Regions from separate parts of the Mus musculus genome. Here regions 1, 2, 3, 4, 6 and 7 are each linked to region 5. The links are chromatin contacts, called in public HiCAR-type and promoter capture Hi-C maps. All regions are on one chromosome and are shown on one strand. Each heading gives the region's core, a stretch centred on a gene start, on an enhancer-like site or on the middle of the called end of the contact. The rest is flanking DNA. Distances are from core to core; before and after follow the strand shown.

Region 1 (3,995 bases), core at 1,202-3,701, 2.4 Mb after region 5:
AAGATTAAAATATTTATTTACAATATGGCTGTAATAATTCAGCTCACAGCAAAATTATGTTGTGGAATTTAAAGAAAAAAAAAACCTACATACCCCCCTCCTTTGTTTCCTTCTGGTTTACTCTTGGAGAAAAATCTCTTTTTAACATTTTATCTATTATTTTTATGTGTTTGATGTTTTGCCTGCATGCACAGTCGAGGCCAGAAGAGTACATTGGATTCCACTGGGACTAAAGATTATGAAAGCTGTGAGCTGCCATGTGAGTGTTGGAAATTGAATCCTGTTTTTAACTGCTAAGCCATCTCTCTAGCCCTCAAGGAAATTCTTACTTCACTGTGATAGCTTACACCACTTGGGAGACAGGAGGATTGCTTCAAGTTCAAGGCAGGTCAGTCTACAAATGAACAGCAGGACAGCCAGGGCTACATAGTGAGACCCTAACTCAAAAATACTAATGATGTAAACATTCACCATATACAAGCCATATGTCTGTACAGGTTGAGTCTATTTGGGGGTAGCGGTGGGATGTTGGTTTGTTTCTCTATGTAGACCAGGCTGGCCTAGAACTCACAGAGCTCTACCTGCCTCTGCCTCCTAAGTGCAGGGATTAAAGGCATGCACCACCAGGCTTGGCTTGAATCTACTTTTTAACTACTTGGAGATAATGTTACATTTATGAGCTTCTTTTTTTAAATCTTTATTACATTTTTATTTTGTGAGCTCTTGTGTGTGTGTGCATGTGTGCCACATGCAAAAGTCAGAGGACAACTCCAGAGTTGTTACTCTTTCCACTGTGAGTCTCAGGGATCAAACTCAGTCCGGGCTTAGTGGTAGAGGCCTTTACCTCTTAAGCCATCTCTACAGCCTGTGCACTGTTTTTGTTTGCTTGTTTTTATTTTGCTATTTGCTTACAAAAAATTGTGAGTGTGTAAGCACGCATATGCCAGTCGGAGAGCATCTTGCAGGAGATGGTTCTCCCTGTCCATCAGACTTAGTGGCAACCACCATTACCATCAGCACCTTAGCTGTTTGGTTTGGAGTCACCAAGCCAAGTTGTTTTGGACTTCGGCATCTCTCCTAGTCTAGCCTCCAAATCATGAGGTGGAGGAGGAGACACTTCTTGTACCTCTGCCTAAAAAAAATAAGTCTTTAATAATATTGAAGTGTTCAGAGTTGTAATGTACCAGCACAAATATTGATGGATAGTTATCTGAATACACATGTGATAAAAAAAAAGAAGAAAATAGCAACTAATCTAGCTAATGGGCACATGACTGTTCACCGAAATTCTTTTGTCCTTTCTACAGGTTTGGAAATTTTCATAACACATTGTTTTGTTCAAGCAGGAGCACATCAGTTTTCAGTCTTTGAAAGGCACCATTTCAAGCCAGGCGTGGTGGCATACTCCTTTAATCCCAACACTCAGGAGGCAGAGGCAGGCGGATTTCTGAGTTCGAGGCCAGCCTGGTCTACAGAGTGAGTTCCAGGACAGCCAGGGCTGTACAGAGAAACCGTGTCTCGAAAAACCAAAAAAGAAAGGAAAAAAAAAAAAAAGGCACTATTTCATCACTTTTTTTTTTTTTTTCCAGTTAACTGGAGAGTCACTCAAAAGCAGCACACACGATTTCTTTGCTAGGAAATGTTAACAACACAAGCAGGCCATTTATCCAAATACAAAGTAGAGACCGCCTGCAGATAATTACTACACTGACAACCCGACCCAACCTGGGGGTTTGGGGGAGCATGCTGCATAAGAAATAGAGAGGGTAGGGATAGCTTTGTGGTTTTTAGCATCATCAGACTTCTGTGCAGGAAGTTTCACTGACCACAATGGTGGTAAGATCCCATTTCACCTACCCATCAGTAGTGGAGCAATGTAGGAAACAAATCCCACGGGCTCTTACTCACTAAAAACGCACTACCCCCACCTAGCGGGTGTGAAGCGGGAATAATGAGGTGTACTGCCGGGCTGCAAGGGACTAAACCTAAAACGGATAATAATGACCTCCATATCAAATTTCTGCTCTGATATAAAATGGAAAGGCAACAGACCTACTATTATCATTATTATTACCCATCCTCCGACAAGCCATCATTGTGACATGAGGGAGGACGCCAGAACAGCGGCCTCGAATTCCTTTCTGTCTGGACTTCTGAGGAAAGAGCTGACAAAATACATCATCCCGCGCATGCGCAAGGGTGAGCGCTGGTCTTAGGCTGCTAAGGTAAATAACTACTCCATTCCTGACCGGTGTTGACGGCGGAGGACTTGAAAGCCTGGCTTGGGCCGTGCAGCTGAGTCGATAGTATTTTACCTGGTGGATATCTCATTGCGACGGTCGTCACAGGCTTCAAGTTGGACCGCCCTATAGACGGGGTTCTTGCCACCAAGCAGCGTTAGGACCGGCCGGCGTGACGCCCAAGTACGGAAGCCTAGAAGGCCCCGCCCCGGGAGGCCCCGCCCACCCGACGGGCCTAGCCCCGCCTTCAGCAAGCCGCAGGATACCTGCGGGCCGCGCTGCGGGGCAGCTCCTCCTCCTCTCCGCCCCGCCGGCTGCGGGCGGGGAGGACGTCAGCGCTGCCAGCGTGGAAACCGCTGCGGGCCGCGGGAGGCGGAAGTAGTGCCCAGCACCGCGGGCCCAGCACCGGACGCCTCAGCCATGGACGCGTCCCTGGAGAAGGTACGGAAGGAGCGGGCGGCGCTGTGGTCCCGGGTCTTCGCCACCGGGGCGACTGGTTTCCCCGTAGGACTAAGGAGTCTCGTTGGAGGAGGGCGGCCGGGCCGGGCCGGGCCGGGCCACGTCACGGGGCCCGGTGGCTGAGGGGAGGTGGGCCCGGCGCTGTCGGAGCCGGCTTTGGCTTTACCGAGGCTCGGCGTAGGACCCGGCCTGAACCCGCGCTGGTCCTGTAGGGTGACAGGAGCAATCGGTGTGGGCCCCAGAAGCGTACGGGAAGAAGTCCTAGTTGTCGCGGAGGCCCCTGCAAAAGCCACAGATGTTCAGTGCTTTCCAAGTTAGGAGACAAATTGTAACTTTTGGCGGGCGTAGGAATCACCTGGGGACCTTGGTGAAAACATGGCTTTGCAGCCTCGGGTCTCAAGCTCGGGTGGGCGGGAACTCAGTTTGTAGAGTTTAAGAAGTTTCCCCACGTGATTCCGATGCTGTAGCAAGCAAACCCCAGACTAGAACCCCTGGTATCCAGAAAGGGTTGGGTATTCTGTAACTGGTGAGTTTATTTGGGGGCTGGGAAGAGGAGGTGGTCCCAGCTGGTCTCACTACGTTTGGGTTCCTCTTTCTGAGTGAGAATCATGAGAGGACTTCAGGTCAATTCCAAGTCCATGGGAACCTGTGTCTAGCCCTGCTCACCCCTTGGGGCAACAGCAGCTTGATGGATCTGGCTACCTACTCGGGCATGTTAAATAGACTCTAATTGTTCCCATCTAAGGGCTGGCTATTGAGAACAAACAGGTCCTTGGGTTTCTTCATGGACTGTGCTTTCAGTGCCTAACGTTCTGTCCTCCCAGTCTTTTCTCTCTGTCCCTTCTCGAAATTCTGCTTATCCGGTATGATGTAAAAACCTAGCTTTCCCTACAAGTGAAATCAATCCTTCCTTCCATCCTCCCCACCAACCCTCGCCCCCTTCTTCAATCTCTCCTTGTTCAGTCCCCGGTTTTGTGAAAGTAACCCTGGCTCTTCTGTAACTCTCTGTAGACTAGGCTGGTCTCGAACTTAAAGTGATCCTCCTGCCTCTGCCTCCCAAACTGCTGATATTACAGGACTTGTTGAAAGCAGTAATTGTAGAAATTAAGCCAGATGTCTTCATGTGCACACAGTGGCATATCTTGCTCCTCGGCTATTTCAAGTATAAATTGGGTGGAAAGCAATCAGAGAAAAAGATGTTTTTTTTCCTTGATTCTTCTGACGAGCATAGTGTCGACTTTTTGGTACCATGAGCTTCACTTGGAATGGCGATTCTCAACTTTGGGTTAGGTTTGT
Region 2 (3,659 bases), core at 634-3,133, 2.6 Mb after region 5:
AGGGAGATAGATATGCATAGTATTTAGTGTAATGAAAGTTACGTTGTATTACGCTGAGGTTTATCACACAAGGTTCACACTAAGTTCCTAACTATGGTCCTAAGCCTATCTTCCCAAGGCTGCTCACCTGTGTGATGTATCTCAGCTGAAGATCAGGTCTAGTCTCTAACAGAAGTTTCTGAAGGTCAGCATCCTGGGGGAGATGTTCGAGCTCCAGGGCAGGTAAAGGTATCATCATTCCCGATGTGCAAAGCAGAGAGAGACACATACACACAGAGACAGAGAATAATTTCCAAAGTTCTGTGACCCTAGGTTACCCTCACTAATGCACTCTGTTAAAATAAAGAAGCAAACTGTATATATTTAGATATGAGAGGAAATAATCTAACAATGACTAGCTGGGACCAGCAAGTCTAAGGTTCTAGTACTTGTTCAGTCTCACAAGGCTGGATGTCTAAGTTGGTCTTTTGGAAGGAGGGCCTCAATGCCAGTGAAGGAATGGACTTCCTACAGGGTAAGCAGGCAAAGAGTAAGCGCTTCCTTCTTCCAGGTCCTTACATAGGCTGCCAGCAGAAGGTTGGCCCAGATTAGAGTTGTGTCTTCCTACCTCAAGATCTAGATTAAAGGTGTGTGTCTTCTTGCCTCAAGATCTGGATTAAGCATGTATGTCTTCCTACCTCAGAGGTCTGGACTAGAAGTGAATTCACTCACTGTAAATCAAGCAGGAAATCTCTCACAGGTGTGCCTTCCATTTCTGAATTGTAGCTTAGTACAGATATTGTCAAGTTGACACCCAAGAATAGCCATCACACGGGGTCTCATTTACTCTTTGGAGGATAAATATTGGAAAGATTACAGTTGTTAACAGCCAACTATCTAGCCCCTGTGAACACTTTATCTCTGGAATAAGCCAGCAGGGGCTGGCTAACAAAATCCTGAAACTCTTTGAGGTGAGCTGAATGTAGGGCTGGAGAGATGGCTCAGAGGTTAAGAGTACTTGCCACTTTTGTAGAGTGTTAGGTCACAAAGTAGGCTCCCAAAAATGGCTCTGCCTTTTCTGATTACCTAACACTCTCTGCTGCAGAATTTTGCTCTTTATCTCCATAGCAACTATCATGTTTCCAAGTAGCAAGTCTGATGTCTGCCTGGCTTTTTTTTTTTTTTCTTCTTATCCAAGTTTTACGCTGCAATGGGACAACCACCATGATTTGTCATCACAGTGTCTCTCTTCTACCAGAGTGGCATAGAACCGGAACTCAGTCAATATGGGGCATAGAGATGGTTCCGTGGGTAAGAGCACTTGCTGTGGAGTCATCCAGACTCATGGACAAATCCCCAGCACCCATGAAAAAAAAGCTAGGCACAGCCCTGCAATCTTGTAAACCCAGTGTTGGGAGTCAGAGACTGGCATTTTAGGCGCCACTCCGGCTGAAACAAGTTCAGTCAGTGAGAGAGACCCTGTCTCAAGGAAGGTGGAGAACAAGAACAGCCACGGGAGGTCCTTCTTTGCTTACTACTAGTGATCACCGACCGCCACACAAATGCGCACGTATACTTCTCCAACACTTTACCCCACAAATTAAGCAAGAATTATATATTTGTATATATAAAATTAATTTAAAAATTTTTAGACAGACTCTCATTATGTTCCCTAAGCTGGCCTCGAATTTGCAAATTCTCCTGCCTCATCCTTCTCAGACTGGAATTATAGACCCAGGGGAAACCAGTCCATATGTCTCTTGATCAACCAGGTTCAGGACAGGAAACTTCTCCAACATATGGGCCAGGCCTTGAGACTTTGATAGCAATGCCCCTTTTTCCTTTCTAGGCAGCCCGGAGGGCCCGGGCTCCGCCCCTAACGTGACACAGATCTGACGCAGGCGCAGCGGCGCGCGCTGTTTCCGGAAGTGTCCTGTGCTGTTTCGTGGCGGCCTCCGACATCCCCACGCTGCTTTTGCTGCGGAACTCTGCGCGTGGACCGGCGTCAGCCTGGGCGGGGCCAAGGTTCCGTCTGCGCCGCAGGATGGAGATAATCCGGAGCAGTGCGTGTCCGCCGCACAACCCCCATCCCTGTCCTCAAGCCCACCTAGCGTGCTAGGCCCAGACCTCTCGAGTTTAGCGGGGCCCGGGACAAGTCAGTCCCGCCGGGCAATACTTCCTCTGAAAAGCGGTGCTGCTGGTGGGACTTGTCGCTCTGCAAAGCGTGCACCTTTGGCATCCATGCCTTTCTTTTCCCTGCTCACCTGCTCAGGGCTAGCCCTTTTCAGTCGTGCATACTTTATCTAGTGACCCCTGGAGGAGGTGTCCCTTGTGGTCCTTGAACACTTATTCCGCTTCTCCGATGCCCCGGGAGCTCCTCCGGCCCTTTCTCCCATCTCCCTTTAGTTGGTGGGCAGGAAGGCAGGCCACCTGTTCTGAGCCTTTTCTTGGTTTCTCTGCAGATTTTAAGATTAATCTTCACAAAGTGTACCAGGCCATAGAGGAGGCTGACTTCTTCGCCATCGATGGGGAGTTTTCAGGTATCACTCCCTTGAAAGCTCTGGGCTTACACCTTGTATTGCAAAGGCTCCCTGCCTCCTTCCTCACTGGTCATGGCAAAAGCCTGGGAGAGATGTGGTTTTGTGGTTGGTCAGGGCGTGAGATTTTTGGATAGAGATTATGGTTCTGGTGCTGTTTAAACTAATTTAGGTGTATATGGTTAAAAAGCAGGGGGTTTAGGTTGAGGTCTTTTTCCTGTGACAAAATACACCTATCCAAGTTTATCATTTCGAAATGCACACACTACACACACACACAAATATGTATATGTATATGATGAGTGGAGGCCAGAGGTTGTTTTTGGGTAGCTTATGTTTAAAATAAGTTTTCAACGTGTTTCTCTTGTTGAATCTAGAGCTGGGTATTTTACTAAGATGGCTGGCCAGCAGGCCCCCCGAATCTGTCTCTCCTACAAGATCCATGCTGGGGTTACAGGTGCCAGGATGACAGCTGTGGGGTCCTGTTACTGTGTGCTGACATGCTCAGTTTTTATATGGTGAAGGTCCAAACTCAGGTCCTCGTGTTTGCATGGCAAGCACTTTACGCTTCAAGACATTTCCTAGCTCTATTGCATTTGTTCTTAAGTGGTTTTGGAATTTGGTAGCATTAACTACACTCATGTTGCTGTCCAGCTGGTATCCTCCAGTTCTGGATTTTTTTTTTTTTTTCTTTTTTGGTTTTTTGAGACAGGGTTTCTCTGTATAGCCCTGGCTGTCCTGGAACACACTCTGTAGACCAGGCTGGCCTCGAACTCAGAAATCCGCCTACCTCTGCCTCCCAAGTGCTGGGATCAAAGGCGTGCGCCACCACGCCCGGCTTTTTCTATCTTAAATAGATAACTACTCATGGAATTATTCTATTACTCCCTTTAGCCTCTACCAGCCATCATTTGTCTTTGATTGTGACCACTCTAGACACATCATGTAAGAGGAAACCTATAGTATTGTGAGACTGGCCAGGGCTGTACTTAGACGACAAATAAGGATATTACTTAATGCTTTAGTACAAGTCTTCCTTGGTTAGCTCAGTAGACCCACATGTGCTACGTATGCGTTTAAGTATGTGTACACACATGTGCATGAATAGATGCTGGAGTTCAACACTGAATGCTTTTCCTCAAC
Region 3 (3,718 bases), core at 288-2,787, 2.5 Mb before region 5:
CTGCACACTGCATATCAAGTATTTTCTCATACCAGCCAGCAAAGTCAAGACACGAAGAACTACATCCAAGACAGTCTGCTGACCTTCACATGCACATACGGGCTCACATACCCACCCGAAGGCTTCTATTCTCAAGCCCACGTGCACACCAACATCCCCCACCAATAAACTGTTCTTCAGTTACTAGTACACAAGTTTTCAGTCTTTTTTTTTTTTTTTTTTGGTTTATTCGAGACAGGGTTTCTCTGTATCGTCCTGGCTGTCCTGGAACTCACTTTGTAGACCAGGCTGGCCTTGAACTCAGAAATCTGCCTGCCTCTGCTTCCCTAGTGCTGGGATTAAAGGCGTGCTTCAGTCTTTTATCTTTTTCTTTAAGTACCAGAACTGTGTGACTCAGTCTTAGGTGCATAACCCACAAAGCCCTTTTTTGAGCCATGGGGTTGGGGGGTGGGGGGTGTGTGCTCGTCAAAGCATCTTCACCTATGCCATCCATCTAACCTACTGCTTCTCTCTGGAACATAAACAACGTACATGAAGTATGCAACACCCGAACGGTATCCTTCCAACTCAGCCACCAATGAACATGAGCTTCTATCATCCATGTTACTTCCTTTAAAGCTTTTATGCCTAACACATCAAACACTCAGTGCTGGTTATGTAAATGAACTTAGACAGGGACTTACTGTGACACTCAGGATAAAAATCTAATAATCACTTCTTGTTTTTAACAAACAAACAAATGGCACGGAGTCAACACTATATACAGGAGTGATGAGACATCACTGCAGCCGGATGGACTTGACTTCCAACCTCTGAGCCTCACTTTCCTGAGTACCACCTCTCTAAGTTTTAGTTCTACCGGTAAATATAATAACTACGTACCTATGTTCCATGGGGAATGCAGGAATTAAATAAGTATACGTTGATAGAAAAAAGGCGCACTACATATTACCTATTGTCGTTATCACAACGTGATGAACACAACGTGACATACAGCCTAAGACATGATTTCTACTAAATAAAAGGTCAGGGAACTTTGGCTGAGCTTAATGTCCTTCGTTTTCTCCTCCCTCGCGCCACTCCCCCAAGAAATCTCCAGTTAACTCCGAGTTCATGGAAACTTGTTGCGTGTCGAGCACTTATGAGAACTATCGACATAAAGTAGCAGGTTCCTTTTTACTCTCGGGGCTGCTGTCCCGCCGAAAGGCATTCGAGTCATGACTCGGACAAGCTAAGAAGAAAAGAGGTGGCTCGTAATTATGGGTCCCACTTGGGACAGAAGCTCTCGGGACAGTGTCGGGGCCCGACGCAGGCCCGGGTGACTCGGCACCTCCGCCACCAGGTCCAGGCCCTCCCTGCCAGCTCCAGGGGCAACTCTGGCATCATCCGGTTCGCGATCCCCGGTCAACTCACCATGACTGACAGCGTTTGGTGATGCCGCTTCTTTTCCTGAACCTTACAATAAAAACCCACAGCTCCCTCTTTGCAGTCCAGGCCACTGCTCTGAAACCCAGAAACCGCGAGAGGCTCGCCGGAAGTGACGGAACACCGCAGGGGATGGGGTACGGAGGCCTGAAGTCAGCGGCGGAAAAACAGAAAGTCATGGGAAGGCCTGAGGTTTGAATATTACTTAAAGTAAACATTAAAACACTTGATAATTGATTTCACAGGATAGCGACTGTTTATAATGTTTAGATAGTACTCTCTTCCAAACAACTTGATAGGAGCCGTTCTCCTTACGGACTACAATACCCAGAATGCAGCTAGAGTTTCCGGCGTTGATCCCGGCCATCATGGATTCGGGCGGAAGTAATCTATAGCTCACTCTAATTCGACGAACCGTGTATTGGAAACTTATTGGAAACACATTCAAATAATGTGTGACTGAATTTACTTTATGTCTAAGAGTATATTGTTTTCTAAGTATGCCAGGGTCAGATAATAGACCTTCCTTCCCGAAGTAAAGATGTCTGCCAAACATAGGTGGTTTTGGGTGACTGGACGTTAGCGTCAACACCGGCAACAAGGTTCGCAGCCTGAGGAAAGATGTTTCATTTTTTGAGGGACGGGCGGGTCTTATCCAGCTGCGAATAGCAGAGCATTATTGGCTGTCCCCAGTAGGAACCAATCAGAAAGGAGGAAAGGCTAAGAATTATTGGCTGCTGGCGTGGACCAATCAGAAGAGCTGTGATTTGGCGGGAGTCTTGACGACCTCCGGGGCTGTCCGTGTCTCAGCGCCAGTTCTAGGTATCCGCCGCTGTGGCTATGTTCGTGACCGATTTCCGCAAGGAGTTCTACGAGACGGTCCACAACCAGGTGACTCCCATTCCACGATCCTGATCCAAACCTTATCTGGGGGCTGGGGAGAAGAGGGCGAGTGTCCGTGGATGGGCCGGGAGGTCAGAGAGTTGCCACAGAGTTTAGCGTCCCTGTGTTCAACTCATCTGTCCACGTTTGCTTCTACAGAGGGTCCTTCTCTTTGTGGCCTCGGACGTGGATGCCTTGTGTGCTTGCAAGATCCTCCAGGTGAGCTTTGAATACCTTAGGAAGGTAGGACAGGAGGGAGAGGTGACAGATCAGGGTTGGCCCCAGCAGGGGGTAGGTCACAGAAGGGGAGGGACCAGAAGGAGCAGGCAGGAGGTGAGGAACCCAAAATATCCTCTCTGACCTATACTGGAGCTAGAGAGAAGTATAGTGCAAACAGTGAGACAAGTACGTAGTGTTTTATACAGTAACCCAAGTGAAAATGGTTTCACTTCTGAAATCTTTGAATTTGTAAATGACCTCTCAAAGATGGAATTTGAGAGAGGAGATGTGACAGTGGGGAGTGGTATAATAGGGAGTGCAGGAAATACAGGAGCCCCGAGTCTATTAGAGAAGATTGTTAGTTTGGGCTCTGACCATAGTGTGGTTTGTTTTTTTGTTTTTGTTTTTTCAAGACAGGGTTTCTCTGTGTAGCCCTGGCTGTCCTGGAACTCACTTTATAGACCAGGCTGGCCTCGAACTCAAATCCATCTCCCTCTGCCTTCCGAGTGCTGGGATTAAAGGCGTGCGTGCGCCACCACACCCGGCTCATAGTGTGGTTTTTACAATGTGCTGGGGTTAGGAATTTTTCAGAACCCCTGTAATTAAAATTAGGGTATTTTTTTTCTCTTAATGTTTTACTTTGGCACACTGTACAGATTCAGATTGAATTCTTGCTCACAGCCTTGCCACGTAGCTTCTCCTATTGACCTTTTACCAAACAGCATATCACATAGATCTTTGTCTCAACTCAACTAGTCTGCTTCTGGTGATTGCAGGTAAGTTATCTTTAATGAGGGTTTCTGACCACATGCTCTCTCTCCAGGCCCTGTTTCAGTGTGACCACGTCCAGTATACGCTGGTTCCGGTTTCTGGGTGGCAAGAACTTGAAACTGCATATCTTGAACATAAAGAGCAGGTATGAACTAATGAATTGGAGAATAATTAGGCCACTCTACTCAGTGGCAGGTTCTTAATACTTAGCATTTGTCCAGTTCTGAAGTAGGAGAAGGGTGTTTTTGAAGTATCAGTTTTATTAGGCTTAAAGTTATGGTGGCGGAATCAACATTTGCCAAGGAACCACCAATTTAAGGTAGGTTTGAACTACATCTAGCAAGACTGAGGCCAGCCTGGGCTACACGACAAGATCCTGTCTCAAAAATAAAAACAGTTTAGTTGTGGGCAGCACCTACTC
Region 4 (3,682 bases), core at 317-2,816, 2.6 Mb before region 5:
ACAAAACTGGATGCCACCGGCTGCTTTCTCCACCAGGGTGTAGGAATCTGCTATTTGAAGTCACTATCACGGATCCAAAGTCGCTTGTCTCCTGTGCACCACTGGCCCCAATCTTAGTCATCTGAAGCCCCAATCCTTACATTAAACGTGGTTCTTTCGTGGTCCTCCGTAGGACCTGAGCCCAGGCCCTTCCCATTCCAGGATCGCAATAGCCCGAGTGGGGGCACTGTCACAAACTCCAGGCCTCAGAAAGGGCAATACAGCCAGTAAGTATCTCATGCAGATTCACCGAGCCGCTGAAAGGCCACAAGGGGGATGTCGCCCCAGTTTCATACTCACAACCATCTGAGCACATACTGGATGGTGAAGCCGGATGGCAGCACCAGGTCGGTACCCAAGCCGGCTCACCAGAGCCAGGCATCCCAGATTAAGGGTGGGCGGCGCAGGACACAGCGCCATTGCCTGAGGCAAAGGCGGACTTCGCTGCAACCAGCCCGAAGCACGTGCCCGGGCTCGCCGGTGTCCCAGAGCCGGGGACAAAGTCTGCTCCTGCCCGTTCTGCAGCTCCAGCACCCGGCACCAGCGTCTGGACAAGGTGGGCAGGACTTGAGCACCGCCGCAAGCCAATCCCAGACCCCACCCCGATGCAGGTTCGGCCGCCCACGACTCCTGCGTGCACTCACCATTGTGGTTGACCCAGGTTGGCTTCAAGAGCTTCATTGTTCGGCCGCTGCCGGGCTGAAGCCAGAGCCGTGTCCCTCAGCACGCCTGGGCCATGGAGCTGCCGCAGCTTCCTCCCGCGCCGCCCGCCCTCCGGCCGCCGCCCACCCTTGCCCTCAGCGCCGCCGCGCCATCGCCGGCCCGTGCCCCCAGCCGCCGCCACAGCCGCCTCCTGCGCTCGGCCGCCGCCGCCGCCGCCACAGCCGCATCCCCTGCGCCGCTCCTCCTCCGGCGGCTCCCGGGCAACGCCGGAAGTCACGGCGCGCACCTGCCAAATCGCCCCGGCGGGAAACCGCTCCCTACGCGGACCGGGCCGCCTCGGTTCTTCGGTAGACAGGGGGGGGAGGACGGGGATACTCCGCTGCCACTGATGTGGTCGCCGATGAGGGTCGGTGTGAGCAGGCTGGCAAAGCCTTGAGATCCCGCCCGGCGATGCAGAACCAGGGTGGTGTGCAGATCTCTAGTTCTACCTCCGCGGCTCCGAGTCCAGCTTAGTAACTAGCTTCCGCCATCCATCAATTCGCGCTATTGGGCATCTCGCGAGCGCCAGCCGGGCGGGCGCCAGCATGCATCTAGCGGCAGACGGCAGCGGGCCCTGAGCTCGATTGCATGCATAAAAGAACTAGGCTGGTGAAGGATAGGGGGCCAGACGGGCGCATTTATTAGAAGAGCGGGGCGTTTTCATAGATGTAAACACATAGGCCAGGCGGAGCAGAGAGCAGGAAAACACCGCAGCATCCACAGAAGGCGGGACGCCCGCAAAAGGGCGCGGCGAAGCCACCGTTGCTTGCCCGGGGCGGGGCTGCGTCGGGGGCGGGGCCAGCTGCGGGCCCGCCTCTCGGAATCCCAGACCCGCGAGTTCCGGGCCGAGGCCTGCCAGACCCGACCGGGTACCTCAGGTCGGACCGCCCAGGGGCGTGCTCCCGGAAGCTGCCCGCCAGCGGGTGGCGTGAAAAACTATGGCTACCGGGGTGATGCTGTGTGCTGCGCGGGCTCTGCGGCCTCGGAGCTGGTGAGTGTAGCCGCGGGTGGCAGAATACCCAGGGCGCGTGCGCGGGCTTTGCCCCGTAGCTGCTCGCTAGTGCTCGCAGATTATTTCTGGGCATGAGCCTACCGCATCTGTTGCGGATGAAAATCCGAACTGGAAGTGTACTCACTTAACAGGCTATTTGCCTAACAAGTGTGAAGCCTAAGTCGTGCTTAAGTGGTGGCCTACTCCTGCAACCCCAGCACTATGGAGGTGGAGGCTAGGTCAGAAAGTCAAGGTCGTAACAGCTGCATACAAACCTGGCTATATTACACCCCATTTTTAAAAAGAAGAAAAAGACGCCGGGCGTGGTGGAGCACGCCTTTAAACCCAGCACTTGGGAGGCAAAGGCAGGCGGATTTCTGAGTTCGAGGTCAGCCCAGTCTACAAAGGGAGTTCCAGGACAGCCAGGGCTTTACAGAGAAACTCTGTCTCAAAAAAACCCAAAAAAAAAAAAAAAAAAAAAAAAAGGAAGAAGAGCAATGTGTTTTTAAAAATCCAAGGATATGTTTTATAGAAGGGACGTATAGTACAGTGGGAGGGGGTACTTTACTCAGTGGTCCACACTGAAGCATCCCTCCTTCCTTCCTCGAGGTACCAGTCATATACTAGACAGGTCTAGTATAGAATAGAGTTTATTTGTGGGTATGGGAAGGGGAATTGAGAAGAGAGTAGAGGCAGAGAAAGAGAGGGGACAGAGAAGGGGAGAGAGAGAGAGACAGAAAGAAACAGAGAGACGGAAGAAGAAGGAGAAGAAGAAGAAGATCCTGCCAGAGCAAGTAAAGGCTCTGCCCCAGTGAGAAACAGAGTTCTGTAAATTCCTCACTTTGACCTTGCTGGCCTAATACAAATGAACTAGACATGGTGGAGCAGCTGAGGCAAGAAAATTGTCTCAAGTTGCAAGATAGCCCGAATTAGGGAGACTTTTGTCTGAAAAAAATACAAAATAGATACTTACAAACATCCTCCGGGTTTTAGGAAGACCTATAGTTATGTGTATGTGCCTTCTCTTTCCCCAGATCTTTATACATACCCTTCTCTCCTTCAGGATCCCTGGAACCTGCCAGGCACACGTCAGACACACCCACCAGAGAGCTTCCTTACTGGCCTTCTGGGATCTCATCCCCATGAGGTAAAATCCAGCATAACCCTTAGCTCTTGGGGTATGAGAAACACGTGTATGCATATGACCAAAACAAAGCAAGAGTGCCCAACCTTGGGTTAGCAAGCAGATTTCAGTCTGTGGAACTAATAGTTAAATTTAAGTGGATGCCTCTGTCCTTTGAAGGAGCTCTGTACTATGATAGCATAGCATATATGTATTGCTACTTGAGTAGTTTAAATAAGTAGCAGCTAGATTTAAGGAGTCTTATGTGTTTCAAAGGGCATATCTTAACTTCTGTATTTCCATAGGCCTTGCTCTTCCCTGCTCATTCTGATTCACTGAGTGGGAGAAAGGTTCAAAGACTAATAATAGTTACTCTAGGAACTTTGGATGCTTTCTTGGGGCTTTATTTAGTTTATTGCTAAAAGGTTTGCTTTAAGGGTTTTTTTTTTTTAATGTTTATGTTCCTGACATATGTATACACATGTGTTTGGGGTGCCCAAAGCCAGTCAGGGGTTATAGCTCTCCTAGTTACAAACAGTTGTGAGCCCCTGATGTGGGTTCTGGGAACCAAACTCCAGTGTTTAAGATCTGCAAGCACTCCTTGTAACTCCTAAGTCATCTCTCCAGCTTCAAATTTGATTATTCCTAATGCCACATTTAGCCTGGGAAGTGTGTTCCTAAAAGTAAATCAGATACTTGCCAAAGCTTTAGGACATGGCTAATTTTGTAATGTGTTATGTCTACATGCATGGTGCCCACAAAGGCCAGAAGAGGGTCCCAGATCCCTTGGAACCAGAATCAATGATGGTTGTAAGCTGCCATGTGAG
Region 5 (3,714 bases), core at 155-2,654:
AAGTGCAATTGAGGAATGCACCTGAGCAGGTCAACAGGACTTGATTTTTGAAGGATCAGGTAGAAAAATGACAAAGTTGGGCGAAAGGATACCAGGAGGTACATTTAGAAGGTGGCTTTTAATATTTTTAAATGAGTTTTGTCGTGTAGCACACGAACCAGCCATATAATCTATGTTCCTCAAGAAAACTGTGAGGACTGGAGAGGTGGCTCAGTGGTTCTTCCAGAGATCCTGGGTTCAATTCCCAGCAACCATGTGGGATATAATATAAGAATTTGGTGCCCTCTTCTGGCATGCAGGTGTTACATAGAGATGGAGCACTCATACATAAATAAATCAATCTTTAAAAAAAGAAAACGCTGTGAAAATCTTTATGGAGGCGAAAAGCTAAATTAGTGCACACGGTTCTAAACAGAAGTCCAATTATTTTCAGGATAAATAACAATTTCTAAAGAAACTAAAGGCGACTTAGGGAAAACAGACACAATCCAAATCTTGAATATCGGTCTGCTTCCAGCAGCTCTAACTCCCAGCTCTAACTTACAATCTTCCTAACGAATAACACACTACTTCTGTATACTCGTCCCCGGGTTTCCGTAGGCTCTAACAATTCCAGCTTACTTGTGGATGAACTCGTAGCCAGACATGATGTTGCCCAACTGATCTGATCCGCCCAGTTGGACCCGGCATCCATAGTGCTGGAAAAGGTAGTAGAAGTCATAGGCCTGGAGCACCTGGTAAAAGAACTCCGCCAAGCTCATGCCCTCGGGGCTCTTGAGACGCGACTGCACGCTCAGCCGGCTCAGCAGAGTGCCCATGCGGAAGTGGCCGCCCACCGTGGCCAGGAAATCCACCAGGTGCTGCTCCTGGAACCAGGCCGCGTTGTCCAGCACCGTGAAAGAGCCCCAGGGCCGGCCGTCCGCGAAGAGGCGCGCGTGGTTGGCCGCCAGGGCCTCGAGCCCTCGCCGCAGGGCGTGCGCGTTGGCCCGCACGCACTCGGCGCTCAGCGCCTCGCGCCCCTTGGTCCGGCCGCTGGGGTCCCCCAGGAGGGCCGTGGAGCCTCCCACGAGCGCGATCACGTTGTGGCCGGCTCGCTGGAAGTGGAAGAGCCCCAACAGAGTTAGCAGGTGCCCCACGTGGAGCGAGTCGCCCGTGGGGTCGAAGCCGCAGTACACCGTCTGGGGGGACGAGCCCGCCCTGCGGCGGTCAAAGAGTTCGGGGAGCTCTGTCTTCGTGCCGCTCTCGGGGAAGAACTCCTTGAACAAGCCGCGGGCCCTCGGTGCCACCAGCATTCCCCGCGCGCCCGGGCGCACCGCACGCGACCCTCGTAGCCAGACCAGGGACTGCGGAACGCGGCACAGGCGCCTCAGCATGGGCGCCGCCATCTTGCGGGACACGCAAGGCATGCTGGACCTCTGTCGCCCTGCGACCGCGGGCGCCTCGGTGTCTCTCTACGCATGCTCGGGCGTAGCGGGAGGCCTGTTAGGCTTTGGTGCTGTAGGCAGTCCTGGAATGTGGACCGACTGAGTTCCGTCTTGCGGCCCCCGCTGTTCCTCTATCATTTCATTCCCGTTTTCTCAGTGAGGATGTCGTGATAGTACTTCCTGTCTCACAGCTGTGGTGAAAGCACTTGGCGGTGTAGTAAGCGCTCGACAAATGTTTACTGTCGTTTAAATGATCATGCAAAAGCTGTGATGCTCAAGTCCCATAAGTCTTGGACCTGTAGAAAGAACTCGGAGTGGAGTGGAGACGAAATTTCTTTGTACCAGTTTCCCCAGTTAATGAGAGCCTCGTCACAGTACAGGCAGGCAGGCAGGCGCGCGCACACACACACACACACACACACACACACACACACGTCATTAGTGGGTGTCCTGAAGGTGGCAGTCTCCTCCTAGCAAGAGGAAAGTCAAAACAGGAAAGAACTCCCTGTGTTTAGTATAACAAAAACTGGAGTCATTCAAAGTCATAACATATTAGGTGCTTTTAGGAATCCTCTCACCAGGATGAGGACTCTCATTTGCAATTGTATGGCAGGTGAGCCAGCCCCCAAGTCCCATTGTAGATTCTGACTAATTTTCTTTAAACATTTTAATTAGCGTACACAAATTGTACAAAATAATGAATTTATTCTGACATTTCCATATATGAGTAGACGTGGGCCATACTTTCAAAACTCCCTGATTTATGTGGAGTAGCATTATTGAGAATGTGCCATTTGTGGCCATCACCTACCATTGTGAGAGAAGTAGGGGTTATGGAGGGAGACAGAGAACAATTGAGCCAGGAGTAAGTTGCAGTAGAGGTGTGCTGGCTAGTTTTATGCCAAGTTGACAAAGTTAGAGTCATTGAGGTACTTAAACTGAGAAAATGCCCTCAACCAATGTGGCCTATGAACAAGCCAGTGGTGATCAGTGATTGATGTGGAAGGGACCAGCTCACTGTGGGTGGTGCCTCTTGATAGGTCCTTTCTCCGGTAAAATGAGCCAATTCAAACCAGATTAGATTATAAAGCAGATTTACTGTCCCCCTAGAATTGAGGCCAGGGGGGGTCGCCATGGGGGGGGGGAGAAAGGGCTTGTGGCAGGGGGTGGGGAGAGAGAGAGAGAGAGAGAGAGAGAGAGAGAGAGAGAGAGAGAGAGCAAAATGTGTAGATTGTATAGCAAAGAGCGTCTGAGGGAAGGGCAGCCCATCCCCTGGGCTGGAATGTACAGGGTTGGGGATAGGGTATGCCAGGTAGAGACTTAGGGATGCTGAGAGAACCTGGAAGCCAGATCTGTTTTCATATGTAAAATATGCACCTGAGTCTCTTGTCCCAGGGTCCCAAAAGAAACACCACCCTTGGTGGTCCTGGGTGCTAAAAGAAATCAGGCTGATCAAACAATGTGGAATAAGCCAGTATGTAGCACTCCTTCATGACTTCGGCTTTAGTTCCTTCAGGAGTCTTTCTGACTAGAGTCCTTGCCCTGACTTCCCTGAATGACGAATTATAAGCTGTAAAGTGAAATAAACGCTTTTCTTCCCAGGCCATTGGTCATATTGTTTTATCACGGCAATAGAAAGCTCAGGCCAGACAAGAGTCATTCAGTATCCCAGAGGAAGTCAGGAGCTGAGATTTCCTTCCATAGTCTTCCAAACTGAAACAAGGAGGTAGGCTGTTTCACTTTATTACCGGCTAATCTTTAAATATGGAATGCTCTTGGAGAGAAATCCACACTTTGGGCAAGCCTTTTGACTAAGAGTCATATGCAGAAGACAAACAACACTCACGTTCCTGAAAGAGGATCCTGACCCATCCCCAGACCATTAGCTACAGATCTTTCCATGTCCTAATACTAAGGTATTTGAAGAAGACATTTATTTTAGTGGGTTATAAATTTGTTATTTTGATTAATCAATGTATTTGCTCATCTAATTATCAGTGAGTTTAATTTCTCATTGCCAGTAATATTGTAATATTACTGGTAATATTCTCTAATACTGGTAGAAAATAGCTAGAGTGTTCTCTCATATTGTTACTCAAAATATCTTTAAAATTCTAGTCAGAATCTGTTGATCTGCACTTTGATCAGAGACAGACTGTAAGATGCATTGCAGGAAGTTCTGAAAGCCTAACAGATACTGTACTTAATATTGGGAAAAATCTCTCACTTGCAAGTTTGGGTTAATACAACAAATACCTACGTATTGTGACTTTAAAGAGCAGGGCAACAG
Region 6 (3,645 bases), core at 294-2,793, 2.5 Mb after region 5:
CTCTGGCTTTCTTCTCGTTCCAGAGGGTAGATCTTAGAGGCCACACTGATCTTAGAGCGCCCCTGAGAGTGAGGGCCCAAAGGCACACAGCTTTCAGAAGATACAGAGGGCAGGATTTGGCTTTGAGAGGTCACAGGTACCATAGATAAACTGTCAGGGATCACCAAGAAGTGGCTCTGGCTTTCTTCTCGTTCCAGAGGGTAGATCTGAGTGGCCACACTGATCTTAGAGCGCCCCTGAGAGTGAGGGCCCAAAGGCACACAGCTTTCAGAAGATACAGAGGGCAGGATTTGGCTCTGAGAGGTCACAGGTACCATAGATAAACTGTCAGGGATCACCAAGAGATGGCTCTGGCTTTCTTCTCGTTCCAGAGGGTAGATCTTAGAGGCCACACTGATCTTAGAGCGCCCCTGAGAGTGAGGGCCCAAAGGCACACAGCTTTCAGAAGATACAGAGGGCAGGATTTGGCTCTGAGAGGTCACAGGTACCATAGATAAACTGTCAGGGATCACCAAGAAGTGGCTCTGGCTTTCTTCTCGTTCCAGAGGGTAGATCTGAGTGGCCACACTGATCTTAGAGCGCCCCTGAGAGTGAGGGCCCAAAGGCACACAGCTTTCAGAAGATACAGAGGGCAGGATTTGGCTTTGAGAGGTCACGGGTACCATAGATAAACTGTCAGGGATCACCAAGAGGTGGCTCTGACTTTCTTCTCGTTCCAGAGGGTAGATCTGAGAGGCCACACTGATTTTAGAGTGCTCCTGAGAGTGAGAGTCCAAATACACATGGCTGTCAGAGGACATTGCCATCTGAGAATTGCTGTCAGACGCCAAAGGGTAGGTCTGCGAAGTCACTGAAAAGACAGGTTGACTCCTAGAAGTACAAATGGAAAGACCGGTGTGGACAATGCCCAGAGGCAGGCTCTTAGAGGTCTGGACTCTGCTAAACTGATTCAGAACAGCCTCAGGCTTCGCTGAACGGAACAACGCTCTGCCACCCGAGGTTCTGGCGTCGCAGTTCCTTTCTAGCTGCCCCGGGTCCGTAGAGCTGATGCTACTGATCCGCTGGACGACCCGCGGGTGGAGTCGCCGCCGCCGTCGCCGGCGAATCCGCTGAAAGGTGTCGGAGACGCTCCTAAGGGTCAGCGAGAAGCGACGGCTGCCGCTACGGTGCACCCCGCTCTCGCGGGGCGAAGTCCCCCTCAAGGGGTCTTCCGGGAGCGCCTCTATGTTGCCGGTGTACCAGGAGATCCACCACAGGAGACTGACGAAGATGATGATGGAACCCAAATAGAGCAGCATGTCGTAGAACAGCAAGTTGGCGAAGACGCCAGTGAACAGCACTGCCACACCCACCGCGTCGAAGGCGACGCCCAGCCAAAAAAAGTGACTGCAGCGACCCAAGGGCCCGGACTGCATCTCCGCCAAGTCTGTGTTCTTTTGCGGAAGCTCCGAGAGGCTCAACATCTTCCACGCAAACCCCGCCAGAGGACACCAGGCCCAGGGCGCTGCCACAGGCGGGCTTTAGACACTCTCCATGGCAACGCAAGGGGCGGGGCGGGAAGCGGCATTCTGCTCCACACCAGGAAACTGGAGCGGGCCAAGGGAGCTGCGCGTGCGCACGACGACCTGCTGAACCTTCTGCGTTTGCGCCCAGTGCTAGCCCGGGCAGCTTTTCTCAGTCTGGGATCCTTAGGTGTATCAAGAAGTAGAATTTATGGGTAGGGGAGTGGGGGTGGGTGGGTATGGGGGACTTTTGGTATAGCATTGGAAATGTAAATGAGCTAAATACCTAATAAAAAATGGAAAAAAAAAAAAAAAAGAAGTAGAATTTATGACAATGAAACTAGCGGTACCTGGGGCGAGAATCTTCTTGGCCTCAGGTGCAGTTAGCATCTAGTGTTGTTAGGTCTGTACTCCCATCTTCTCTGGTGACTGTTGATAAACTTGCCCAAGGACCTAATAGACCCCATCGCGTGTCCGTCCGTCCGTCCCCCCCCCCACCCCACCCCCCCACCCCCCCACCCCCCCCACCCCCGCCAACCAACCATGTATTGTAGAGGCTGGGAGGGAGAGGGTAGGATGAAAGGAGAAAAAGGTTGACCTTTATGTGTGTGTTTGATGGATTTTAAAACATTTGGTACATTTTAAATAGATTTAGGCCTGTAGTTCAGGCCACATTTACTTAGGCCTATAGGCACACGCCACTATACTTGGAGAAAACTACTCTTAAGCATTTTCAAACGTATAGATAGAAAATTATAAAGGAATAAAGAATGATAGGTTGTCCCTACTTGGCCTGAGCATTCAAGCAATACAAATTGGAATCAGAGGGTTATTAAAGTGTTTTTTTTAAAAGATTTATTTATTTATTATATACACTGTTGCTGTCTTCCGACATTCCAGAAGAGGGTGTCAGATCTTGTTACATATGGTTTGTGAGCCACCATGTGGTTGCTGGGATTTGAACTCAGGACCTTTGGAAAAGCAGTCAGTGCTCTTAACCGCTGAGCCATCTCACCAGCCCCTATTAAAATGTTTTTAAAAAGGTCAGACATGATAGTGCAGGACTTTAGTCCTAGCACTCAACAAGCAGAAGCAAGCAGATCTCTGAGTTGGAAGTCAGCCTGTCCTAACTTGAGAATTCCAGGCCAACCAGGACTATACTGTGAGACCCTGTGTCAAAATGAATGGATGAAAATAAAAAGACCTGAAGGTGTGTCCAGGAAGTTGGAAGTGGATATAATCAAGAAATCTATGTATAAAATTGTCAAAGAATAAAAAGTTAATAAAGTATAAAGATAATTAGAGAAAACAATATGGCAAATGTTCATAATTATAGAATATAGATGAAATAAGTATAGGTGTTCATTATTCAGTTCTTTCCTGTGTTCTTTAGGCTTGACATTTTTCAAAATAGTTGCAGAATTTTATTTTGTAATTTAAATTTTAAGTTATAAACTTATAAACATGAGTAGCAGGTGGGGATGATGGCTCAGTAGCTAAAGACTTGACAGCCTGAGTCCAGTCGCCAGGAGCCACGTGATGGTGAGAGAGAACTGACTTCTGCACATTGCTGTCTGACCTCCAGATGAAAAGAAATAAATCTCTCCCCTTTGGCTGCAGGAGTGTTCAAGGCTGGCAACCAGAATTATCTGCCTAATGATAAAGGGTGCAGCACCATGCCATACGTAGACCGCAAGGTGATAAGCTGGAGTTATCCTTCGTCAGATCCTTTGAAATTAGCCCAGTTTAGCCTGAGGCAAGTCTCTATACTGGAATTAGGAAGGCTTAAATTTGAGTTTCTGACCTGAGTTGAGATCTTTAACCTCCCTTAGCTTTGATCTCCTCTTCTGTAAATGAGAGAACAGGTGCCTATAAGGAGGCTGTGACATGGCCAGTAGATGATGCTATACTGAGAAGTACTAACAGTTGCTCACTGCCAGAGTCTCTCAAGCCATTTCCATTTAGGATCCCTTTATGTGTGAGAAATTGTTACATCACTGTAGGTATATAAACACACACACACACACACATATATATACAATTATATATATGTATATATATATATGTATATATATATATATAAAATCAGGTATACAAGTCAAACACACTCATACATTTATTTAAAAACAAGGGTTTTATTATT
Region 7 (3,982 bases), core at 839-3,338, 2.5 Mb before region 5:
GGAGCTAGTTACCCGCCTAGCCTGGGAGTGAGGACACTGGGTGGGGAAGAGAGGGAGAGCGTCTAAAATTACTGTTGGACTCTGCACAGGGTATGTGTAAAAGGTGCCCCCCATCCTGCCAGCTTCTTTCAGCCACTGCCAACAGACACTAGACAGTGTATTATGACAGGGCTGATCCTGGCAAAGTGTCAGGTGCTATGTAGGCCTCTTTACAAACATTCTTAAACTGGGAGCGGTAGTATTCCCAACAGTTGGCAGACAAAGCCAAAAGGATCTGAAGTTCCAAACCAGCCTGGGCTATACAGCCAGACCCCATCTCTAACATGATCACATGATCATTATTACTTAATAAGCAAATAGGAGCCGGGCAGTGGTGGCACACGCCTTTAATCCCAGCACTTGGGAGGCAGAGGCAGGAGGATTTCTGAGTTCCAGGCCAGCCTGGTCTACAGAGTGAGTTCCAGGACAGCCAGGGCTATATAGAGAAACCCTGTCTCGAAACAAAACAAAACAAAACAAAACAAAGAAGCAAATAGGGGCCTAGTATGTGGGTGAATGCCTGTAGTCCCAGCACTCAGGAGATGGAGACGTCCAAGTTCAGAGAGATCCTGCCTCAGTATATAAGGTGGGAAGTGACTGAGGAAGATGCCTAATGTCAACAGAGGGTCTCTCTACATGCAATGTGTGCACATATATACACACGCATGCCACGCACTCGCACACACAAAGACTTTTTAAAAAGGCTTGTAAGGACTAGAGAGATCCCTCAGCAGTTAGAGGCTGCTTTCCAGAGGACTGGGATTCGGTTCCCAGCACTCAAACATCAGCTTACAACCATCTGAAACTACAGTTCCAGAGGACCCTCAGGCAGTAGATTCACATGGTACAGATAAATATGCAGGAAAAACACACATAAAATAAGAATAAAAGTACTTTAAAAACTATATAGAAGCCTAGTGGTTGTGGCACACGCTTTTAATCCCAGAATTCAGGAGGCAGAGGCAGACGGAACTCTGAGTTCAAAACCAGCCTGGTCTACAGTGAGTTCCAGGACAGCCAGGGCTATACAGAAAAACCCTGTCTCAATCACAACAACAAAAAAAAATAAATAAAAAAAAATAAAAATAAAATAAAGAAATAATTGCTTCTGTGTTCTGAGTTTCCCGGTGAATTGCTTCTCCATGACCCTGGCCATTTCTCTATTCAGAAACATCTTTGTTTCTTACACTAATTTATGATAGCTGACATATAGTTACAGACAGTTAAGTTTCCAGTCTTTTGCTTTCCGCCATGTTTTTTACTTTCGCCATGTCTACATGGCTATCTAGAGTAAGTAGAGGTTTCTTCACATCTCCCTCGAAAAGGTCCAGCAACAGCCTCCATACTTGTCTCTGTCCTCTACAGTACCCTTCACACTCTCAGGTCCAGACTGACCTGCCAAAGATAACTCAATTCACAAGTACTGGAACATTTTTAGGTGCTCTTGGACTCATTCTTATGCCCTCTATAGCCCACCCTCGTGCTCCAGACACGTTGGCTTTTCTCTTCCTCCGTCCTATCCCCAAGGGCTGGGTGAAGGCAAGCTTGCTGTCAAGCTGATGACTCTAACGCTATAAGGTTACTCTCTCCAAGCCTCTCTATACTTCCCTTCCTTCTGCGCCCCCCTCCCCGCGCCGCCCCACCCCGTAACTGAGGCTGTCTAAAGTCTCGTTGATAACGCAGTTTGGTACTCAGGAGAGAAACACGAGAGAGTTGCCCCAAGGATCTGCGCATACATCCACACCCAGCCCGCACCTGGGCCTCGGCGCTGCGGCTCTCCTCCCACTCGCGGCAGTTAGTCAGGTCGCGGAGCCACTGCCTGCAATCCGGCCGCTTGCCGTGGACGTAGTAGTGGTGTAGGACGTGCCCGACGCTGCGGCAGAGCTCCCACTCGGCGCGGTAGACCTCGCACGGCCGGGGAGGCTGCGGGGAGAGACAGCGGAGAGCGCGGGCAGCCCCCAGGGCCTGATCCCACCCAGCCCAGGAGCCCAGGAGCCAAGCACACTCACCTGCCAGCTCCCTGCGACCGCCATGTCCAGGCCCCGTGTGACTGACAGGGACATGAACCAATGAGCTCCAAGCAAACGCGCACTAAACAGGACGTCTGCACTGAGTGGCTGATAGTCAGAGGCCACACTACCTGGTGTCTAGCCGATGGCTTGGCTTCAAAGTCACATAAGGTATTAATTAGCATTCGGAAAAAACAGGAGTTCTGGTCAGTTCTCCCAGTTTTTTATTTTTCAAATCCGTATGTGGTTCAGTTTTTGAAGTACAGACTCTTGAACTCTTGAGTAACCCACCTGGCGGACTGAAATTGCAGGTATGTAGCCTGAGCATACACAGAGTGTAGGTGAGCTTGATTTGGTGTATGGAGAGGAGGAAGGCAGTGCAGGATGACTAAGGGTGAAAGAAGTTCTCCTAGAAGTGACAGGCTCAGGGTTGCACACCTTTAATCCCAGCATTCAGGAAACAAGAGCAGGGACATCTCAGTGAGTCAGTTCTAGACCAGAAAGGAATATATATATATATATATATATATATATATATATATATTAGTGAGACCCTGTCTCAAAAAGGAAACAAACCCAACAACAAAAACAATTTAAAAAAAAAAAAAAAAACCTAACTGGAGATCATAAGGTGAGATGACTCAGCTGTAGAGAAACTTGTGAACAGAACCAAGGACCCGAGTTTGATCCCTCCTAGTTTGATCCTTCTAGGCGACAGAAGGGACTCCTGAGCACTGTACTCTTATCTACACATGCAGTCACATTTTTATTAGTGCACTTGTGTGTATAACTATGTATGTGCAACACATATACTTAGATCATCTGGAACTGGAGTTACAGTTATAATTACAGGCTATGAGCCACCATGTGAGTGCTGGGAAGCAAACCTGGATCCTCTGCACGAACAAGTGCTTAACTGAGCTCTTTCCAGCCTGACCAAGTTAGCTAACAGAATCCTACAAATGAAAGCTGTCTTACTGCTAGGGAAACTGAGACAGCCCCATAGGACAGGTCGGGCAGGTTACCACAGCATTTATGCCTTCCAGAGCCACATTTGGCCAGTAATGATGTATGTGCCAGAGTTAGGAGCCAATTAAGTTTATGGATATTTCTAAGAGCAAATGGACACACTCTGGAACTACAAACATAGAGGGAAAGTGCACCCTCCATGAGGACCTTGCTAGGCCTGACCAGCTCCACTCCAAGCATCAGGGAGTGACATCCATCCCTACAGCCTCCACAAGTCTCGGAAATAGTCTCTAACGACAGGATGAAGTAGGGTGCTGCTGCAAGGGGGCCTTCCTATGACTTCTGGCTAGTGGCCCATACCACCAATCTACAACATACCATATCAAACTAGAGGCGAGTTTTAATCAGTTTATTTAATTCTTCAATAAGAATTATTCTCAGGGAACAAATTTTAAATAGCTGGATCAGCATGTCAAAAGACCTTACATCATACAAAGTGCAGATCTGAAGACAATAAAACAGTAAGAAAATGGGGTATGGGGGAGCCTCAGTGGCAGAGTGTGTGGCATGCTTAATATTCACGAGGTTCTGGTTCAATCCTAGCACTTGAAAAACAGACAAACCATCAGAACCTTGGGTAATAAATGTAGCGGAGGGCGGGCAGTGGTGGCGCACACCTTTAATCCCAGCACTTGGGAGGCAGAGGCAGGTGGATTTTTGAGTTCAAGGCCAGCCTAGTCTACAAAGTGAGTTCCAGGACAGCCAGGGAACTCTGTCTTGAAAAGCCACAAAAATAAATAAAAATAATAATAAAAAATAAATGTAACGGGGGCACGTTACTCAAGCATGTATTCATTCTGCCTTTCATATCTGGCTTCATCATGGAATTCACTGAGAGCGAGCAGATTAAAATGAGAGCGCTTTCATCTGGATGAGATCCCTTCTGAGTCACTGTAAATAAAAAC

Evidence for each region. Promoter capture Hi-C pulls out the DNA fragments that hold promoters and counts their contacts. HiCAR-type assays count read pairs that join an accessible place to other places.
Region 1: a contact with region 5 is called in a HiCAR-type map of astrocytes, with 4 times the contacts expected there. The contact joins the promoter of Pdxdc1 here to the promoter of Yars2 in region 5. A contact is called at or near these places in 2 of 39 promoter capture datasets (cranial neural crest and liver), 1 of 115 datasets of contacts at active chromatin or transcription factors (astrocytes) and 1 of 9 other capture datasets (liver).
Region 2: a contact with region 5 is called in a promoter capture Hi-C map of liver, with 6 times the contacts expected there. The contact joins the promoter of Parn here to the promoter of Yars2 in region 5. A contact is called at or near these places in 4 of 39 promoter capture datasets (hippocampal neurons, liver and pre-B cells), 2 of 484 Hi-C or Micro-C datasets (both in CD4 T cells), 1 of 115 datasets of contacts at active chromatin or transcription factors (astrocytes) and 1 of 9 other capture datasets (adipose tissue).
Region 3: a contact with region 5 is called in a promoter capture Hi-C map of liver, with 10 times the contacts expected there. The contact joins the promoter of Ufd1 here to the promoter of Yars2 in region 5. A contact is called at or near these places in 3 of 39 promoter capture datasets (erythroid cells and liver), 1 of 484 Hi-C or Micro-C datasets (CD4 T cells) and 1 of 9 other capture datasets (adipose tissue).
Region 4: a contact with region 5 is called in a promoter capture Hi-C map of liver, with 8 times the contacts expected there. The contact joins the promoter of Mrpl40 here to the promoter of Yars2 in region 5. A contact is called at or near these places in 2 of 39 promoter capture datasets (both in liver) and 2 of 9 other capture datasets (adipose tissue and liver).
Region 6: a promoter capture Hi-C map of liver shows a contact between it and region 5, with 6 times the contacts expected there. The contact joins the promoter of A930007A09Rik here to the promoter of Yars2 in region 5. A contact is called at or near these places in 2 of 39 promoter capture datasets (liver and pre-B cells).
Region 7: a promoter capture Hi-C map of liver shows a contact between it and region 5, with 4 times the contacts expected there. The contact joins the promoter of 2510002D24Rik here to the promoter of Yars2 in region 5. A contact is called at or near these places in 2 of 39 promoter capture datasets (hippocampal neurons and liver).

Annotation. Positions count from the first base shown.
Region 1 is chr16:13,901,601-13,905,595 of GRCm38.p6, reverse strand. Pdxdc1 (pyridoxal-dependent decarboxylase domain containing 1) reads left to right here and starts at 2,451. Exons shown (of 23, transcript NM_053181.3): 1 at 2,451-2,681. The coding sequence starts at 2,661. It also overlaps a transcript of Mpv17l not described here.
Region 2 is chr16:13,666,394-13,670,052 of GRCm38.p6, reverse strand. Parn (poly(A)-specific ribonuclease (deadenylation nuclease)) reads left to right here and starts at 1,883. Exons shown (of 24, transcript NM_028761.3): 1 at 1,883-2,042; 2 at 2,442-2,519. The coding sequence starts at 2,024.
Region 3 is chr16:18,810,113-18,813,830 of GRCm38.p6, reverse strand. It overlaps Ufd1 (ubiquitin recognition factor in ER-associated degradation 1), which reads right to left and starts at 1,537. Exons shown (of 12, transcript NM_011672.4): 1 at 1,414-1,537. The coding sequence starts at 1,416. It overlaps Cdc45 (cell division cycle 45), which reads left to right and starts at 1,859. Exons shown (of 19, transcript NM_001358206.1): 1 at 1,859-2,316; 2 at 2,467-2,526; 3 at 3,350-3,442. The coding sequence starts at 2,266.
Region 4 is chr16:18,874,521-18,878,202 of GRCm38.p6, reverse strand. It overlaps Mrpl40 (mitochondrial ribosomal protein L40), which reads left to right and starts at 1,566. Exons shown (of 4, transcript NM_010922.2): 1 at 1,566-1,732; 2 at 2,796-2,879. The coding sequence starts at 1,680. Hira (histone cell cycle regulator) reads right to left here and starts at 1,453. Exons shown (of 25, transcript NM_010435.2): 1 at 684-1,453. The coding sequence starts at 720.
Region 5 is chr16:16,300,655-16,304,368 of GRCm38.p6, reverse strand. It overlaps Yars2 (tyrosyl-tRNA synthetase 2 (mitochondrial)), which reads right to left and starts at 1,404. Exons shown (of 5, transcript NM_198246.2): 1 at 622-1,404. The coding sequence starts at 1,385.
Region 6 is chr16:13,752,462-13,756,106 of GRCm38.p6, reverse strand. It overlaps A930007A09Rik (RIKEN cDNA A930007A09 gene), which reads right to left and starts at 1,543. Exons shown (of 1, transcript NM_001357954.1): 1 at 1-1,543. The coding sequence starts at 1,463.
Region 7 is chr16:18,834,686-18,838,667 of GRCm38.p6, reverse strand. It overlaps 2510002D24Rik (RIKEN cDNA 2510002D24 gene), which reads right to left and starts at 2,088. Exons shown (of 3, transcript NM_001033164.2): 1 at 2,049-2,088; 2 at 1,795-1,962. The coding sequence starts at 2,072. It overlaps Ufd1 (ubiquitin recognition factor in ER-associated degradation 1), which reads right to left. Exons shown (of 12, transcript NM_011672.4): 12 at 3,407-3,982.